Regions from separate parts of the Salmo salar genome. Here region 1 is linked to region 2. Evidence: chromatin contacts called from public Hi-C data. All regions are on one chromosome and are shown on one strand. Each heading gives the region's core, a stretch centred on a gene start, on an enhancer-like site or on the middle of the called end of the contact. The rest is flanking DNA. Distances are from core to core; before and after follow the strand shown. Region 1 holds the start of LOC106577185 (methylcytosine dioxygenase tet3-B). Region 2 holds the start of LOC106577189 (AN1-type zinc finger protein 4).

Region 1 (7,025 bases), core at 2,103-4,602, 280 kb after region 2:
TCAGTAACACTTCCACTGCAGCAGAGTTATCCAGATCTTACCCAGGTCTTTGTTGTGGGGACTGTTGGCTTACAGTAAGATCTTCACTCTGTCCAAAGGAGCGATGGTGTATTTGGCACATCATCCTGCTACACCTAAACACACTCAGACAGATACAGACACCCTCAACATGAGCATATCTGGGCTAGACTAAGTAAAATAACCATTAGATTAATCTGAAGAATTATCTGTTGGATGAGAATTTGCTCAACCCAGACCCTAAACATGTTCGTTTGGATAAATGCATATTACATCACTTTGGACAGGTCATGGGGTTTCTTCCCATGTTCAACATCTGACTAATAAGACAATCTTAGTTACAGATAGTACAGAGTAATAGCCTCAATATAACTGGCAGATGGATGATGATACACTAACAGTTATAGCAACAGACCTCCAGGCACCGTATCTACTGTATAGACAACAGATCTTGACCACCGTCATGTGACTTCTCCAGGCACCGTATCTACTGTATAGACAACAGACCTTGACCACCGTCATGTGACTTCTCCAGGCACCGTATCTACTGTATAGACAACAGACCTTGACCACCGTCATGTGACTTCTCCAGGCACCGTATCTACTGTATAGACAACAGACATTGACCACCGTCATGTGACTTCTCCAGGCACCATATCTATATTTGTATATAAATAAAAACCTGCACATTCAGTGCCAGTTTCCCTAACCTGTATTAAAGCTGGTATCCAGCCATTTATGCAACAAACAACCAACATGTTTCTTTCCCTCGGACATCATTGCACGCCATTTTGTTTCCCCAGAATTCTGGATGCTCCTCTCCTCCGTTTCATCAACAACACAAAAACAATTACAAATGCGCTGGGGGTGAACAGTGGTGCTGTTTCACCTGACGCTGACTGAACAGTGGTGCTGTTTCACCTGATGCTGACTGAACAGTGGTGCTGTTTCACCTGACGCTGACTGAACAGTGGTGCTGTTTCACCTGACGCTGACTGAACAGTGGTGCTGTTTCACCTGACGCTGACTGAACAGTGGTGCTGTTTCACCTGACGCTGACTGAACAGTGGTGCTGTTTCACCTGACGCTGACTGAACAGTGGTGCTGTTCCACCTGATGCTGACTGAACAGTGGTGCTGTTTCACCTGACGCTGACTGAACAGTGGTGCTGTTTCACCTGATGCTGACTGAACAGTGGTGCTGTTTCACCTGATGCTGACTGAACAGTGGTGCGGTTTCACCTGATGCTGACTGAACAGTGGTGCGGTTTCACCTGATGCTGACTGAACAGTGGTGCTGTTTCACCTGATGCTGACTGAACAGTGGTGCGGTTTCACCTGACGCTGACTGAACAGTGGTGCGGTTTCACCTGATGCTGACTGAACAGTGGTGCTGTTTCACCTGATGCTGACTGAACAGTGGTGCTGTTTCACCTGACGCTGACTGAACAGTGGTGCTGTTTCACCTGACGCTGACTGAACAGTGGTGCTGTTTCACCTGACGCTGACTGAACAGTGGTGCTGTTTCACCTGATGCTGACTGAACAGTGGTGCTGTTTCACCTGACGCTGACTGAACAGTGGTGCTGTTTCACCTGATGCTGACTGAACAGTGGTGCTGTTTCACCTGATGCTGACTGAACAGTGGTGCTGTTTCACCTGACGCTGACTGAACAGTGGTGCGGTTTCACCTGATGCTGACTGAACAGTGGTGTGGATTTCAGCTTTAAGCTTAGTCCTGGACTAAAATGCACTTTCAGTAAAGAATCTCCATCTAGCAGGCTTTTTAATGCAGGTCCAATACAAGTCAGCTTAATCTGGGTCTGTGAAAACTACCCACAAACTCATTATACCTATGTCGCTCTGCCAACGTCTAGACGTTTAAGCTGTCAGAACTCTGTAGACATATACCCATTTCTTCTGGATCTCTGGTGAGGTTTACCCATTCATTTCGATGATAGTAGTCTGTTATTGCCGGATGAATTGCCTGCACACTATGCAGCGCATCAGAACCAGGGTTTGTGTCACTGGATGTGTACTACTGTATGTTCTGTATTGTATTTCTGTATTATCATCACTAGTGAAGTCTGCAGCCGCCCTTACCTCCAGCTACGAAGGAACGGACAAAGTGATAGTCCGCCTGAGTGTGGTTGGGGATCACAGGACGACCACAGATGGAGACTGCAGCATCCATTGCCATGATGTGTGAGTTCAATCAGGACCCGAATGCATCCATAACTATGCAAAGAAAAAAACACAACAGCTACATGACATTCTCACCCAGCATTAAAAAGGACAACGCTCGAGGTCATCATCAGACCACCAATATAACTTACTAACACTGACATTCTGCCTTGCCTTGAGAGACACATAATGATGTGAGGCATAACGTTGTAAGCTGTTGATCACTGAAACAATGTATAATCAAGACATAGTTTGGTTAGCTGGCTAGTTACGTATCAAAACTAAAAAAGAGCTAGTAGTAGCTAGCTGTCATTGAAGTCGAGTTATCGTGCTACCGTTACTAGCAGATTAACGTTAACTAGTCAACTAGCTACAATTTCCAATCTCTACTATTGAATGGACTGTTCAAACACTGACTCACAGTTCAATCGACTGTTGCTGTACTAATAACTTATATTAGCCATTTTACCCACTGCAAGGTCAACACTGTCAGATGAACAAACGTTGCAAAACGGATCTCGCTAGCGGCGCGTTAGCATTTGCAGGTAGCCTCCATCTCTTCCTGATTCCCCAAAGAAACCTGTCTAGCGGGCACTCGTTGAGACAACCTCACCGAGCGACAATTGTGAGTTCAGTTTCCGGTCACTATTTTTGCGAGAAACGCGTAGCTAAAGAATAGCCAAACGTGCTTAGACAAACAGCAATACAAAAAACAACTGGCTACCGGTTAAATGTATGTATGAAGGGTTAAGGCACATGTTTTTATGATCACTAACTGTTGCCCTTCATGTGCACAGATCGAGTGTCGCACTGTCGCATGTGAATAACGTCATTGATAAATAACAAAAATGGCATAATTAAACCATAAATGTGTCAATTAATAATATGTCAACAACTGCCTAAACACTTTATCATTTTCTACATATAGGGTCATATAGTATTTGTGTGGAGCAGGTTAGTGTTTTTAAAGGTGTTATTATTACACAGTTCTGAAATATATTTTTAAAGCTGTTATTATTACACAGTTGTAAACCATACAGAATATGACGCAAAACATTAGCTTGTTAAAGGTTATCTAGGGTTTGAAGTAGTTTGATAGTAGTTTGTTACCTCTACTCATTAGAGAAAGTAGACAAATGCTCCATTCCAGGTTTTCCCAAAGACCCTTCACTCCAGAGCTGAGTTGACTCGAGACAGTAGGTCGCGTCTGGGAGAGGAGGGAGAGAGGGCTTCCCCGAATGGATTGACACAAGAAGGATTTACGCTATAAATTGTGTTTTATTCAGTATGGCTATATAGATGTTTGATAAATACAGTATTGGTAGATTGAGTCAATGTATCAGCGTTGTAAAGAAGAGCTACTAACCTGCCATATTTTCCGAGTGAAACCAATACAATGATCGTCAGTGTCTATCAGGAGTGGAATATTATTAGCAATTCAGACAGTGCAACTGTCTCTCTGGTATGTAAAGTATTTGAGCTGCCTTTTAAAGTCAACGTGTAAATAACATCTAAACCAACAACACGTATGTTATTTGTGACATTCACGAATAGCTTAGTCAGCCATCCAATGCCACTAGTGTCAAATACTCGATATTTTTCCGACATTTGGTCAAGTGCAAGAAAATCTACTCGACGCGGCAAAAAGTGTTGCAAGCTGGTTACAACATTGTCATTACGCTTCCGTCCGAAACTCTTGCAGTAAAAAAGTAGGCCGCGAGCCAAGTCCGGTGTTGTGTGATAGCCTGTACTTTTTAAAGGGCTTCACTTCTGCCTTTTAACTGTTAAATGGCTTAGCCTAAATATAAAATAAATACCACCGCCATGCGGAAGCAGAAGGAGCGTTTGGAGATTTTAGCATATTGATTAATAATACAAATCTATTATTGATATTGCAATGAATCATTTATTTATAGGACATGGTTATTGTGTAATCTGTTAACTACATGGTAATAAGCATGTCTCTACTTCACGGATCATTGCTTTGACAAGGTGTTGTGTGTTGTAAACTGTTTAGTCGGCTAAGCCAAATACGGACCGTATTTGGCACGGCAGGCCCAGCGCCATTCCTTTCGTTAAAGGGACACAGTAGGGAAAACTGCAGTAGCCTAAAGTGGGCTCACAAGGCGAGTTTATTGAACATGATCAGTTGAAAGTGAAAGACGGCTGGTAACTCGACAATCTTCAACACTATACAACTAACCCATATAGTTACACCTGATACCTCATACATGTTCTATTTGCAGTCACACGCTTCATTGCCCGAATGCAACACCATGCAATTCAAGATTTCTAAACATCTGCTACAAATTATACAATTGGGTTCTACTATACCCAGTACCTACAAAAAAAAACGTGTGACCAGGCATGTTTTGTTAGGAAAATAAAAAAGTTTTCTCCTTAGTGTTCAGTCAAACACGGATGTGTTTGGGTGTGTTATATAGTGCACTAATAGAGAAACAGACAGTTATTTTAACATATTTTTATTTTCTTGATCAATTCCCTCCAGGTCCTTGCACAGCTTTTCAACATGGTGGGAAAATAACTCAGCATTTGCGTGTCAGTGTAAGCCAGTAATCCAATCTCAAAAAAATTAAGGAAGAGAGAAAAAAAAGTTGAAGTTGGAGCACAGCTGAGAACAACCATTCACCTGGTTCCCATGCCGACTGCCCCATCTCTGCCCTCTCACATCCTCCACTATGCCTCCTACTCCCAAACCCCCTAAGAGACAACCCCCACCACAGACAAGGAATGGCTGCAAGGTGATACCCACAACAACAACCACCACCACCGCCAAGAGACAGATCTCCAACTCCAGCAAGTCCAGAGGAAAAGCCTTTGAGAGCCCACAGTCGACACCAAAACCACCCCGAAGATCCACAACCAGGACCCAGGCCCAGCCGGCCAGAAGCCCAGGGAGGAGTGGGGTTGGCAGGCTTGGCACGCTTGGCAGTCAGGTCCCGGGGGGGTCCCCTGGTAGGGTTAACCATGCCCCTGTGCATGTAACAGGATCAGTGAGGCTAAGGAGCCGGGGTAATCCTCTGCTCCAGCATGGGGTGGGAGAGGATCCGCCGGGGCGCAGGATGTCCTTACGGGGCATGGGGTGCTCCAAGAAGTTTCCTCCCCTGACGGTAAAGCCTTGCAGGGGAGGGAAGAAAGCCAGGGGCAGGGGAGCGAGGGGAGCAAGGGGTCAGAGATGGAGCGAAAGAGGGATTGAGCAAGGACCTGAGGAGTCTGACCCTGGTAGTATAGACCCTAGTGTGATTGACCAAGAGAAAGAGCTAGTCAGCCATGATAGTGAGGGCCAACCTCTTAACCTAAGGACTGAACTTGAAGACCCTTCCTGTGTTGACCAGCAGGAACCAGGAGTCGGCCATGAATGTGAGGGAAAACCTCTTAACCTGAGGACTGAACTTGATGACCCTTCCTGTATTGACCAGCTAGAGCCAGGTGTCGGCCATGATGGTGAGGGCAAACCTCTTAACCTGAGGACTGATGACTCAGCTAGTGATGGCAAACATGAAGAGTTAGTTGCCCATAATGGTGACGTGGTTGGTACTGACCCACACAATAAGCCTTTCAGCCATAGTGGTGACGGCAACCACTCTGAGCTCAATGACCCCATCAGTGTTGACCAACAACAGGAAAAGCTAGTCAATAATATTAGTGAGGGCAATTCAGGGCAATTCAACCAGAGCCATGAGCTTGGTGACTCTACCAGTGATGAGAGGCAGGAAGTGTCAGTTGTCCCTAAAGGTGAAGACAAAGCCAAGATTAACCTTGGACCTGAGCAGATTGAGATGGAGCAGAGAGAGAGAGATACTCATGCAAAGGAGCAAAGAGGAGGGGAGAGGTTGGAGAAGGAAGGAAAGGAAGCAGTGGAGAAGGAAGGAGAGGAAGCAATGGAGGAAGGAGAGAAGACGGATGAAGAAAAGAAGAAAGCAGAGGGGGAGGAGAGAGTGGAGATAGCCAAGGTGAAGGAGACTAAGGAAAGAGAGGAGAAAGACGAGAGACTGGAGAAGAGAGAGGTTATCAGCAGACCTCCAGACACAAGCTCCAGTATATCTGTCTCTCAGCCCCAAAAGCCACCTCTGCAGGATGACGTGTTGATGATGCAATCACCTGTCCATCCCTCACCTGTCTCTGAACCAGCTACCTCAGACCTGGCGTCACCCCCTCTCCCTCATCCTCACCCGACCTCTCCACCTCACCCCACAATGTCACATGACATTAAGGTTCTGAACCAAGGTGCAAAACTAATCCAACCTAACCAAACTGTTGAAATCCATAAATCTTTAAAAGTCCCAACTACTTTCCATGAGACATCACAGACGACCTCAGTGCACCCAGTATCACTAAGTCTCTCAGTTGCCTTCCTCAGTGAACCCCACAAGTCCCTGTGTGTAATCCCAGCGAACCCAGCACCCGGTCAGAGCCTAGAGAGCCCTGTCTCTCCAGAGGCTAGACAACTTCTCAGACCAGTGGACGAAGAGACCAAAGAGTCATCCAATCACCTCAATGCAAAATTTTCTTCATCATCTGCATCATCATCGTCAGACCTGTACACCAACGCGGAGGTCCCCATCACTGTGTCTGTACCTGACCTGGGTCCATTGTCAAACAACCACAACAACTACCCAGAAGAACCACCATCATCATCATCACTCCCATACACAAAGAAAGACGTCTTCACCACTGGGTCTGAACCAGACAAAGACATTGTATCTGTCTCTGATTGTGACCTAGGTTCTGGTCCAATGACTCACAACAAGTACAACCAAGATGAGCCACAGCCATCACTCCCAAACACAGACACAAGGTCTGA
Region 2 (6,317 bases), core at 319-2,818:
TGCAAGACAGGAATGTCAGTGTTCTGCCATGGCAAATGAAGAGCCCGGATCTCAATCCCATTAGGCACGTCTGGGACCTGTTGGATTGGAGGGTGAGGGCTAGGGCCATTCCCCCCCAGAAATGTCCGGGAACTTGCAGGTGCCTTGGTGGAAGAGTGGGGTAACATCTCACAGCAAGAACTGGCAAATCTGGTGAATTCCATGAGGAGGAGATGCACTGCAGTACTTAATGCAGCTGGTGGCCACACCAGATACTGACAGTTATTTTAGATTTTGACCCCCCCCATTTGTTCAGAGACACATTATTCAATATCTAATAGTCACATGTCCGTGGAACTTGTTCAGTTCAGGTCTTAGTTGTTGAATCTTACGTTCATACAAATATTTACACATGTTAAGTTTGCTGAAAATAAACGCAGTTGACAGTGAGAGGACATTTCTTTTTTTGCTGAGTTTATATCATTGAGTAAATAAAATAATACAAACATGGTCTCTTTTTTGTTTACTTGAGTAAGGCAGCTCCAAAATGCAGGTGTTTCAGCCTAGCTCGGTGCTTTCTGTAGTGGTGGGGCAATCAAACAGAAAATATGGAGCGTTGCGCCGTGATTAGCTCAGTGTTCTGTCACTCATGAGGACAATATGTCACCTCCAAGTAAGGGTAGAGCTAGAAAATTCTAGCCCCTTGGGTGCTGCCATAGAGTTACATTAGAAGTGCCCATCCAAGAAGGCTCAAGATCATTGACCACAGATAAAATGAGGTCAAATCACATTATGTCAACATCATACTTTCAAAATCTTAGCTAGCAGTCCCCATTATGAATCAAGTCGACAATCTACTGGCAAATCATTTTTAATCCTTGTCATATGAAGAGAAATAATGAAGAGAAATTATAGATAAAACGTATCTATAGATAAAACGTAAATTGACTCAAGGTGAGTCAACTTAATGATGGTGTTGTAGTCCTGTATGGTAGGAGGGGACTAAGCACACACCTCTGAGGGGCCCCTGTGCGAGAGTCAGCATGGCATAGGGGATGTTGCCTGGAAGTCCAGGATCCAGCTGCAGAGGGAGGTGTTCAGTCCCATGGTCCTAAGATTGGTGATGAGCTTGGAGGGGACAATGGTGCTGAACGCTGGTCTGTAGTCAATGAACAGCATTCTCACATTGATATTTGTCTTATCTAGGTAGGTGAGGGCAGTGTGGAGTGCAATTGACATTGTTGTCTATTGATCTGTTGGGGCGGTATGCAAATTGGAGTGTGTCTAGCCTTTCATAGCACTTCATGATTACAGATGTGAGTGCTACAGGGCGTTAGTCATTGTGGTGTTAGTCATTGTGGCATGAAGCCTTAGAGTTTATGATTGCTTAAAGAGAACTTGTACACTTCCAGTTATTCAAATGTAGAGAGACAACCGTTTGCATTATTCCATGAAAGGTTTAGTTTGTTGGGCTATCAGTATCTTTGTCACTCTGAAGCCAGTGTTCTTGTTGTAGCAGAAAGGGTCAGTCTCCAAACAATATTGGTCCCGTCTCTGTGTACTCCTCATTGGTTCACCTAGACTTTTCACGTTGCGTCATAGGATGCCTTTGTTGTCAATCAAGAGAGTCACAATGGGCTGGTTCAGGAGTCTCCTGTTTTTTGACAGGTGAGATGAGTAGAGTTCACGAAAACCGAAAGGTTTACCAATCTATCACAGTTCATGGGCAATAAGGGCAGCTTTCAGGCTTTCCTTTTTATATTTAAGCATGAAGATAAGCAGACCCTTTTGATTCTAATCTACAATGTCGAATCTGAAGAGGAGAGTAGGCGTAGCAGTTTGCTAGCCAACCATCGACCCAAGCAAGGTAGCCATTGTTTGGGTTGCTAAAGTGGTTAGCTCGCTAGTTCTAGCTAGCTAGTCGCAACATATTTAGTTAGATTAACGAACTTGCTAGCTAGCTAAATAATGAATGCATTTAGTTTGCTACTACTGTCTTTCATTTGTGTTATTTTATTGTTTCAAGCTAGCTAATATACGGAGTGTTTGTAGTCTTGGGACGACAGCCAGTTGTTCATCGCCGGTGCACTCTTGCCAGCTAGTCTTGGGATGCTGTTAAGGTGAGTTCAAAACGCTAGGGTTTCTGGTGAGAAAGAGAGAGAAAGGCGTGCAGTCTGGTCGTCTATTAACTAGCTAGCTATGAAGTTAACATCCTTGTGTAACCATGTAAGCCATGTGTAACAAACAAGCCACTGATAAAGGCAAGATTAAGACCCTTTGTTTTCACGATTGACACACATTTAGGGCAGCTGACTGAAATGGTATAATATAGCCTTAAACATTGGGAATAAAGATTAGTGTTGGTGTGAAAGGGATCTCTAGTTGTTTTCCTATCAATCAGCCCACAACTTTACATTTGCATGCTTTTAAAATGAAATGTTACTGCAGTCACATAAAATACAGGTTAACTGTATTGCAGAGAGCTGTCTGTGTGTTTGACACAACATACTCCTCCCAATGGCTTTATATAGGCTAACAGCTGACTATATTGCAGCCAGGAGCTGTGGCCTGGCTGGGCCTTGCTCTCTGCAGAATGTTTCATGAAGGTGCTTATAAAGATTTACACTTGTCACTTCCATTGTACTGTAATTTCTTGATCTAAACTATTGCTCTCTCATATAGACCTAGGCCTATTTAAGGTGAGAGAGTTGGTGACATTTCAGTGTGTGTCTTGGTGTGAGAATATTTTAATACGCATTTCTTCCGAATGACATAATGGAATACTTTGCATTCTGCTCACTAGTATTAACAGAGGGGGTTAGGTCTCCTTACATAATGTAGGACCTAGATGTTTCATGTTGATTGTTTGTTGTCAGGGAAATACAGGACTCCTTTCCTACCAGGTTCATACAGGTGTGTCAACTCCACCCTTCCTTCCCAACTTATTTTTTTATTTAACCTTTATTTAAATAGGGAAGACAGTTCTTATTTACAATGACGGCCTACCCCGGCCAACCCTAACTCGCACCACGCTGGGCCAATTGTGAGACTCCCAATCACAGCCGGTTGTGATACAGCTTGGAATCGAACCAGGGCCTGTAGTGACGCTTATAGCACTGAGATGCAGTGCCTTAGACTGCTACGCCACTCAGAATCGCTGTTTGTTTTTCTCTTTTGCCTCATGGTGTCTTCTGTATGAGGAACAGAGACGGAGGACCTTGGACTTAGAAGAAAGGTCAAGGTACTGAGACCTCTCTCTCCACAGCTTGGGGCTTCCTGCATGATGTGTTACCGTGGTGACAACAGAGAACACCCATCCCCCTCTCCCTTCCCCTGGGCCGCCACCCCTCCCACATCCCCCTCCCCCTAAAGCAGTCCTGACCTCACCAAGATGTCGGACAGAAAGGAGCCGCCTATCTATAACGACGACAGTGTGGGGACCTTCCAGTACAAGTTGCCGTTCTACGAGACCATGGAGCTGTTCATCGAAACGTTGACGGGGACCTGCTTTGAGCTGCGTGTCTCGCCCATCGAGACAGTCATCTCTGTCAAGGCCAAGATCCAGAGGCTGGAAGGTACAGTATATAACAGTACAGTAGTGACTTTTCCTGACCCAGCATGTTGGCTACAAGGCTATACTGTTTCCCCTTCCTTTACTTAAGCAGGATAGGCTCCCTCCCTGTCTAACACTGTCTGTGAAATGCGACCTGAAAAATGGCCAATTGAAAATGATGTATGAATATTAATAAGCTCAGATTTAATGCAATACTAATCCTGGCTGCCTAGAATAAGAAACTATAAAGAGAGACGTGGATTTTCACCTTCTTGCACAGAAGATGAGCCAAGCAATACAAAATACATTTCTAAGCCAAGAAGAGGGATGGATACAAATGTATTCCATTGCAAATAATGGCTTTCTGTTTTAGTAGAAACATTTATATCCTCACAGCATCAGACTTCGTATATCACCCTGCTCCTCCGGCCAAGCAGACAAAGGCTCTGGCTAGTTGGCTTTCCACACACACGTTAAACCTTATTTAATCCAAGCACTTTTCTTTAATCATTTATTCGGCCTCATCCTCCGTCCGTCTTCCTTGAGAGCTCGATAGAGCACTGCACGTTTGGGATATTAAAGGCCCCAAACGGCCTCATCAATCCAGCCACGGCTGAGCTGAGCTGAGCTGGGCCTGGTGAGGTGGGAGGCTCTGGGAGCCAGTGTGTTTAGTAGTGATGAAGTACAGCTGGGGGGGATGGAGGCGTTCGGGAGAGGAACATCGTGTGCGTCCCAAATGGCATCCTATTCCCTATATAGTACACAACTTTTTACCAGGGCCCATAGGGGAATAGGGTGCCATTTGGGATGCTGTTTGTGTGTAGAGTGATGGCGGTTGTAAAAAAAACAACAACAACAAAAAAATAGGCGTTTATGATGCAGCTATGCATGTTCTTCCTCAGGTTTTAATATTGTACGACAGCCTATCGGGAGAGGCAGAGGGGAGTCAATGTGTTCTCTACGGTTGTCACTTGGTTGTCAGTGGTGTGGTAAATGGTACCAGTAACTGAATCTATGGACACTGATACAAATCATGTTCCTATTTAATACTATTGCTATGGCTTTTTATACACAATGCTCTTTAAGAATCTTTATAGTTTCTGTCCACATATGTTCAAACGTTTATTTAGTTATCAACAATAGCCATTATTTGACTAATGCTCTTAAGATAATTGACAGGATCATGCAATATCTTACAATATTGATCACCACAAATTGGCTTTGTACAGTTCAAGATGACGCACAGCTTGGTAAAAGCGTAAATCTCTTGCAGCTCTTGCTTACCACTTGCTTCAGTGGTAGGCCTACCTCCAAAGCCTTGCTTAATTTTTTATCCTTTAATTATAGCCATTTATCTCCTTTCAACTGCAGTGTGATTTACAGGAAGCTCATGTTTGAGATAGCTAACAGGCACTAGTGCTGACAACAGAGAGGTGAAAGTCTCCAGCTGAGATTGACAAACAATTCTGTCAGGAGACAGACTCTTTGAACTACTCTGGATGCATCTCAGTAGTCTACAGTAGCCTCCTGTTTGTCTCCTCATCCTACTCTTACTGATCTGAAAATAGGTTGGAAGTAGACTATCATTAGATAGTAGATGCCTATCATTTCCATAGCGATGCAACCATGCCTAGATTCCCTGGGCTAAGGTGTTCTATTTGTTGTATTTCTTTGTCTTGCTCCCTATCTGAGGATGTTTGTGGTTCTACTCGTTTTATTTCTACCTCTCTCTCTGCGTGTTGTGCTCTTCTGCAGTCAGTCAGTGGGGGGTGTGTTAGTCAGGGCTGCGTGACTGGGCATGCCTCTTCACAATAGAGTAGTATGGTACTGCTCTGGCCCACTCAAACACTGGGTTCCCTCCAGCACTCACTGGGCCAACGAGTGCATTCAGCGTGGGGAGAGGAGCTGGAAAGAGGGAGGGAGGTTGTGTCCCAAATTACATCCTATTTAGTGCACTACTTAGGGAGTATGGTGCCATTTGGGATGCTGTCGGGGGGAGTCCTCTGTCCTCAAGTACCCCAGCATGGTTGTAGAGCAGGGATGGGCATGCGGCCCCATTTTTGAAGGGCCTTGGATTGCATTTTTTTGTTTGGGGGTGGGGGACTTTTTCGGGGTTCTAAACTTACTGTTGCGAGGTAGAATAGTAGAATACACAAGGTGAAATTTAGAAATTTGGTTGTGCACCAACAGTTTCTCTTAAAGTATATTAGTCACTGATAGCCACTCAATTAGCCCATGTCAGCAAACATTAGTCTAACGGCCAGCTATCTAAACTTGTATTAATCAAGGTCGAGATTGACTAACAAACTCAGTCTCACTCAGGTATCATTAAAAACTGCAAACATTTATCTCCACCCTATGGCAAAACGTGTAGAATTGCAGAAAATTAACACTAAAATCTAAAAATGTTCATGAAATGAGTTATAAAATTCTAAATCTTCTCTCCGACCCCATGGCAAAATGTGTGTAATTGTAGCAAACTAGCTTTTAAACAGCAACATTTTCTCTATACCCCATGGTGAAATGTGTTGAATTGCACAAAATTAACTTTATTAATTTCTCTCCGGGGGGGGTCAACTGCGGCACCTCATGATGAGTTTGAATTTTTAGTGGCCACCACCCCATCAAAGGTTCCAATCTCTGCTGTAGAGAGAAGGAAGAGAAGTCACAACTCAAGTACCTTAGTATGGTTGTAGAGTGAGGGAAGAGAGTACTCTTGCCTGTTTATGCACAGCAGGTGTCATGCTCTCTAGTTATGCCAAGCTTATCTGTCGTGAGATGTCAA

The links. A called contact is a pair of places that touch in the nucleus more often than the background predicts.
Region 1: a contact with region 2 is called in a Hi-C map of gill, with 2.7 times the contacts expected there. The contact joins the promoter of LOC106577185 here to the promoter of LOC106577189 in region 2. A contact is called at or near these places in 2 of 3 Hi-C or Micro-C datasets (gill and muscle).

Annotation. Positions count from the first base shown.
Region 1 is chrssa18:30,793,707-30,800,731 of Ssal_v3.1, forward strand. It overlaps LOC106577185 (methylcytosine dioxygenase tet3-B), which reads left to right and starts at 3,353. Exons shown (of 11, transcript XM_014155012.2): 1 at 3,353-3,662; 2 at 4,710-7,025. The coding sequence starts at 4,900. It also overlaps the pseudogene LOC106577186.
Region 2 is chrssa18:30,511,455-30,517,771 of Ssal_v3.1, forward strand. LOC106577189 (AN1-type zinc finger protein 4) reads left to right here and starts at 1,569. Exons shown (of 11, transcript XM_014155035.2): 1 at 1,569-1,647; 2 at 2,006-2,099; 3 at 3,245-3,554. The coding sequence starts at 3,371.